Regions from separate parts of the Hordeum vulgare genome. Here region 2 is linked to region 1. A link is a contact called in public Hi-C data. All regions are on one chromosome and are shown on one strand. Each heading gives the region's core, a stretch centred on a gene start, on an enhancer-like site or on the middle of the called end of the contact. The rest is flanking DNA. Distances are from core to core; before and after follow the strand shown. Region 1 holds the start of LOC123444552 (purple acid phosphatase 2). Region 2 holds the start of LOC123444554 (conserved oligomeric Golgi complex subunit 1).

Evidence for each region. Hi-C and Micro-C count contacts between places; a contact is called where the count stands out from the background.
Region 2: a Hi-C map of leaf shows a contact between it and region 1, with 3 times the contacts expected there. The contact joins the promoter of LOC123444554 here to the promoter of LOC123444552 in region 1. A contact is called at or near these places in 2 of 6 Hi-C or Micro-C datasets (leaf and seedling) and 1 of 1 datasets of contacts at active chromatin or transcription factors (embryo).

What each region holds. Positions count from the first base shown.
Region 1 is chr3H:508,175,725-508,178,819 of MorexV3_pseudomolecules_assembly, reverse strand. LOC123444552 (purple acid phosphatase 2) reads left to right here and starts at 1,565. Exons shown (of 8, transcript XM_045121317.1): 1 at 1,565-2,085. The coding sequence starts at 1,903.
Region 2 is chr3H:508,521,727-508,524,821 of MorexV3_pseudomolecules_assembly, reverse strand. It overlaps LOC123444554 (conserved oligomeric Golgi complex subunit 1), which reads right to left and starts at 1,617. Exons shown (of 6, transcript XM_045121319.1): 1 at 1-1,617. The coding sequence starts at 1,523.

The DNA.
Region 1 (3,095 bases), core at 316-2,815:
TCGATTTGTGCCACCAATCAGTCGTTGGGCGGCTTGGTTGAGGTCTCCGAATTTTGATGCTGGTAATTGGTGTGAGCTCTGGGTAGAGGGCCCTGGTCATGTGCATCTCCTTCATCATGTTGGTAGCAGTAGCGATAGATGTTACTAGAAAATGACTTCAGACTTATTGATGTACTACTTTGTAAGGCTTTGTCGAATAATTAATATAAAAAAGGGTTGTGTACATCGTTTTGATGTTGAGGCCGGGGGTTTCTACATCCTTTCTGGAAAATTAAAGGAAAAAATGGATATCTGATTTGATCCCGGGGAGGGGGTGGGGGTGGGGGGAAGGTGGAGTATAATGACATTTCTTTTGAGGAGACAAACACTTTGCCCTATGTATTCTAGGAAAAATCTTTTTCCCTATCACCTTAATTAAGAAGATTTTACAGGTTACAAAAGCAATCGATGAATAGTCAAGACATTGTTTCTACTCTTGGGGCCTCAAATATCTTGTATGCTTAGCGCCCGCAACAACCCAAAGATTGGCCTCGGGCTTTATCTTACTAGTGGTAATGAACTAATGATTGACATTGTTTTTTAGATAGGTTTGACATGTTTCATTTCTTACAAGACCTACTCAATTTACTACTTATCTCAAAAGTCGGGCATCTAGCCCCCCCCACCCCCCGAAGGCAGACATATACGAAAGGCGCCATTTTGACTCTAGCTCTTTGAACCCCCCCCCCCCCCCAATATCGCAAATTTAGTACGAGATGAACATGTATATTGTGTTGTATGACATGTTTAATTTATTGTTTCTCTTTTTAGAAATTTTCTGTTGAAACAAGTTTTTGGAACGTGAGGTAGAACAACGGTTGTAACTGGATACACATATGTGTGTCCCTAAGAATTTTCAGGGTCTTCCCAAGTAAAATGCTATCTTCATTTTCAATCCTACAAATATCCCCATTTAACTTTGAGATCTCGACAACTGTGATTTGCTAAGTAAACATTGAATCGCTCTTGGGTACCACCTTCAATATATCATGATTCAGGAAAAACAATCACAACTCTGATAGTGGATTATCAAACATTGCTAAATTGAATGAGTACATATATGGAAAACCATGACCACGTTCTCTATTAGAAAAACTCAATTTGCGCGAAGCCAATGCTTAACATATGTGGTTCTCTTGAGTTTAAAAACGGACACAGCATATACAATACAAGAATTGATCGTGACACGTTTTCAATTAGAATCTCTTTACCTCCGAGTGATACTTATTTCTCCTTACAGTGAAAGCGACTTTCATTCACCCTTTATGGAAAGTTCGGAACGAAGCAATCATTTTAGGCCCTCTCTGATTCGCAAGATTGTAGAAATACATAAATGCGGTTTCACGCCCATTCAAATCCTGCAGAATCTGAGTTTGTTTAATCTCATTTGATTTTTTCCGCAAAAAAGATTCTTTTGAATTTACAAATTGTGTACAGAAAACAATTACGTACAATTCGAAGGTCTTTGCCTGCAAAAATAAAATAGTAAAATAACCGAAGTTCTTGTCCAAAATCCGGCCCACGCTTTCCACTTGGCGGCTCCCAATCGCCGCCAAATCCCAACCTCGCCGCCCCCTCCTGCCTCAACCTCAACCCCAACCTCAACCCGCGTGCGTGTTCAAGGTTGACGCCATGAAGTAATCAATCAATGCTCTCCGGCGGTCGCCATCCCCGATTTCGTTTCTTGGCACCCCGGACGAGCATATTCCATATCCCCCGCCCCCTTCCTGCTTTGACCCATCTTTATTTACCGGCCACGAAATCGAACAAGCGATCCCATTCCCGTCCCCGGAGTGCAACCTCCAGGAAGGAAGCCAAGAACCAGGGCGCGGAGCAGAGGAGGAGGAGGAGAGCCCCGCGGGAATGAGGCTGGCGGACCGGATCGGCGCGGCGGCCCTGGCCGTCGCCTGCGCCGTCCTGCTGCTGGGCGTCGCCTGCCGGGCCGGCCAGACCAGCGACTACCGGCGGCTGCTCGGCCAGGCCATCGACATGCCGCTCGACGCCGACGTCTTCCGCGCTCCGCCCGGCCACAATGCGCCGCAGCAGGTGACTGCACACTGCCCTTGTGCCTCCTTGTTACACTGCCATGTGTTTAGGCTACAGTCTGCGTTTGGCGAACAGTTGACTGGACTGCTGCTAATTGCAAGCATGAGATGGATAGTACTACTGTGGATTCGTTTGTTCTTATATGCTCCCTCCGTTCACAAATATATAAGCTGTTCTGACTTTTTCTGAATCGGATGTATATAGACATGTTTCAGTGTGTTTGTCCACTCAGTTCAGTCCTTATGTAGTCCAGACTGAAATATCCAAAACATCTCATATTTGTGAACAAAGGAAGTACTCCCTCTGTAAAGAAACATAAACGCTCTTATATTTCTTTAGGGAGTAGCTGTTACTTGCCCGATACCATGATACAGCCAAAATCTTTCTGGAAGAATCCAAAACTTGAGGTTGATTGGTTTTTCAGTACTTGTGTTCTCCTCCTCCAAGTCATATGTTCCTCTTTTGTAAACTGGCATTTTCTACCTCCTAAATGGACTTATACATCGGCTCGCTTTTGTTTTTCGAAAAGGAAGGAGAGCCTCCCAGCCTCTGCATCCTCGGATGCACACATAGTTTGTCATCACTTTACTGGTGAGCCTTTTTGTGATATTTGATGGTGGATAGTCATCACCCTCGACCTATTGTTGTCTGTGGATTTCATATTTTTTTGATCTTACCAATTTTCTCATTGCCATACCCATAGGCATTATATTTATGAAAATTCGTATGGTTCCTTTGTGTTTGGCCGTTGGCACAGTTGCGCTTCAACAAGTTCAGTTTTCAATCCATTAACTGTGCATTTTCAGTATCCAGTGTAAACCAGCCTCTCCATGAAAACTTCTTCAAAAACATGTGTAAATGCAACCACTGTTTTCTGTTTCATTGACCTATGCCATGCTTGCAAAACATGTACAGCTCCCAATTAACCGCATGGTCTCGAAACAGTTTCCAGTTAACTCAATGATCGCATGACAGATTTTCAGTCTACTCTGATACTCTATGGATGGGTC
Region 2 (3,095 bases), core at 368-2,867, 350 kb before region 1:
ATGCGACTAACTTCCGGCCCAAAATACGAGGCTAGGCAGCTGTGGAAGTCATTCTCATCAGCAATTGGTTTCAAATGTGCCAAAATTCCACCTTTCTTGATCTTAGATTCTGAGAACCATACACTACCCCCAGTCGAAGCTTTTTGCACATGCACCAGGAAATCAGCAGCATCCTTGGGACCAGCATTCGCACCAATAGCCTGAATCGATTCCATCACATTAACACTGCCAACCAAGCTATCAAACTCTGAATGCACAATGTCCTTCATCCGTTGCACAAATGCTTCCTCCATCCAGTCTTCAAAAATATCCTTTCCTTGTTTCAAGATTAACCCACGGATTTGATCCCATGGGGATTCAATCTCTGATCCAAACACACTCTTCAGCCACTGCTCCAAACTCCCTTCCAGTCCTGTTCTGTCATCTAGTTTCTCACGAATGAGCCTTTGTGCCGAGCCAAGTCCCACCCCACTACCGATAGCATCGACTAGCCTTTGCGACCCAGCAATCACACCAAACATCTCATCGCAACATTCCTTAAGCCATTCTGTACAGGTTCGTGCCACAGTATCCGGCTCAAGTAGCACCATGGTAGCCTCAAGCTGATCCCAGTGCTCTCTCCATAACCGTGCCTCCTCGTCGGGGTCTGGAATGCCACCGAACAGCTGTGCAGGGGGCGGCGACTCGAGCACGGTCTTGTAGAACATGGGCAAGTCGGTGAGCGCAGGCACAAATAGCTGCCCGACGTGGCCGAGAGTGACACGAACGATCCCGGCGACATCGCAGAGCACGGAGGTGTAGGAGGACGGATCCGAGGCAAGCACGGTCAGAGCTTGCGAGATCCAGGCGCGGCGAGAGGAGAGGAGGAGGAGGAGCGCCTGGGACGGGGTGAGCGACGGCGCGTCGATCGCCGCTGCAGCCGCGAGTGCGTCGGCGTGGGCCGAGACAGGGAGGCGACGGTCGGTCAGGCGTTCGCGGGCGCGCTGCGCGATCTGTGGCCGGAACGCCTCCACTAGCTGCGCCTGGTGCGCGAGCAGCGGGAACCGCGCTGCCGCGGCGGCGTCGCGGGAGAGCAGGCGGTGCACGACCTGCGCCCGCATGTACCGCCCCGCGGCCTCCAGGAGCATCCCCTCGTCGAGCCGGCCCCAGATGTGCTCGGGCGTGTCGACCAGGTACTTGGCGCGGGCCGCCGCGGCGTACAGCCGCGCGCGGCCCCCGGAAGAGGAGGGCGAAGCGCTGGCGTTCGGGGCCTCGGCGGGCGGGGAGAGTGACGAGAGGGAGTCGGAGACGCGGGAGAGGTTCTCCGAAATGGCGTCCGAGGACTGCTTGATGAGCAGGATGGAGTCGGCGGAGTCGAGGAGGTCGCGGTAGCTGCGGCCGACGAGCTGCCGGAGCTCCTCCTCCTTGGCGGAGATCTCGCGGCGGGTGGCGGCCTCCACCTCGCGGATCTCCGCGACGCGCTTGGTGCGGAAAAGCTCCTCGGCGTCGGCCACGCCGCCGCCGGAGGCTGCCGCGGCGGGCATCGTGGCTTCGGACGCGCGGCGAGATCCAGGAGGGGATCGGGATTCGGGGGGAGGGAGATTGCTTACCAGAAGATGCACGTTCGTTTCAGTTAGAGCAACTCCAGCTGTTGGGCGCCCAGGGCGTGAAATAGCGCCGGCTGGTGCCGCACCGGCGAAAAAATCGGCTTGGGAAGGGAGCGTGGGTTCCAGTCGCCCCTCCCACTAAAGGTCGTCCCGAACTGTTTTTGCTCAAATTTCTGTCAAAACCGATTCAAATTCGACGAAAATTCATAGTTTTCATTGAAATTTATACAAAAGTGAAATAAAACATAATTAAACATTAAACATAAATAAAGTAAACTACTTCGCCGCTGCCGCCCGACTCCACTGCCTTGTACATGCCGAGGAGCTTGTAGAAATTTGTGTAGTCATTGTCATCGTTGTCGCCGTTGTGAGGTCCGCCGCCGGCCCTGCTGCATCCCTGCCCTGGGTCGCCGTGGCGAGCGGGATTGGAGGGTCTCGACGCCTCCTCGTCGCTGTCGTCAAGGACGACGCCGCCGCCTTCCTCGCGGTTGCGGTGCCGGGCGACGATCTCCTCGAGGGCGCAACGCTCGCACTCCATCTCTTCCCGGGCGTAGTCGTTCCGCGCCCATTTGATGGCGGTCTCGTCGGCGGCGGCCATGGCCAGGTGCTCCTGCTTGACAGGGAGGAGACCCGGCTCTGTCTTCGTCCTGACGAGACGGGAGGAGGCGTCGGCCTCGTTGATGACGATGTCGGCGGCTCCGGCTTGACGGGGAGGAGCGCCAGCGACGGGGAGGAGCGGGAGCCAGACGACGAAGACGTCGCCGTCTCCATCCTCCTCGGCGTCCAGGAACTGCCGCGGCGGCGGGAGAACGCGGGTGGCGACGGGTACTCGTACCTCGGGGAGTTGCCACCCTCGATGTGCTCGAGGACGACCTCCAATGCGTGGTCGGGGACACCCCGCTATTGTCAGCGGCCCTCGGAGTTGTGACGATCGTGTGGATCGACCCCGTTGGTGGCGGCGAGCTGGTCGGCATGCCGACGATCGAAGTACGCCTCCCACAGTGTGTTGCTGTCGGGGGAGTAGCAGGGAGGTTATGCGCGTTCTCCGGCAACCTAGAACGGATGCGCGCGACCTCCGCCCGCCGTTCAGCTCCACAGGGTCGTGGCGGCACCAGGACACCGCTGGTGCTCAGCCTCCATGACCCCCGCACCCGCATGTCCGGTGGCGATGGGTAGTCTGCCTCGTAGAGGAGGCGGGCCTCATCCTCACGAAGGTGGCGACGGTAGAAGCCATTGGCTACTGCTCCATCGTCGGGGTAGCGTTCATCCATTGGGAAGGAGGGGGAGGCGCCGGTGGCGAAGAAGGAGAGGAGAGGCGTCGGCAAAGAAGGAGAGGTGAGGCATCGACGAGAGAGGCGTGTGTGGCCACCGGCGGGGAGAGGGCAGCTTATATTGCCACAGGAGGGGCGGGCACACGGTGCCGCGCCGTGTGAACGCGTGGCAGGAACCGACGGGACGTGCGTCGCCGCACGCCTTCACTGCGCCGCCCGAAGAATCAATGGAAGGCTG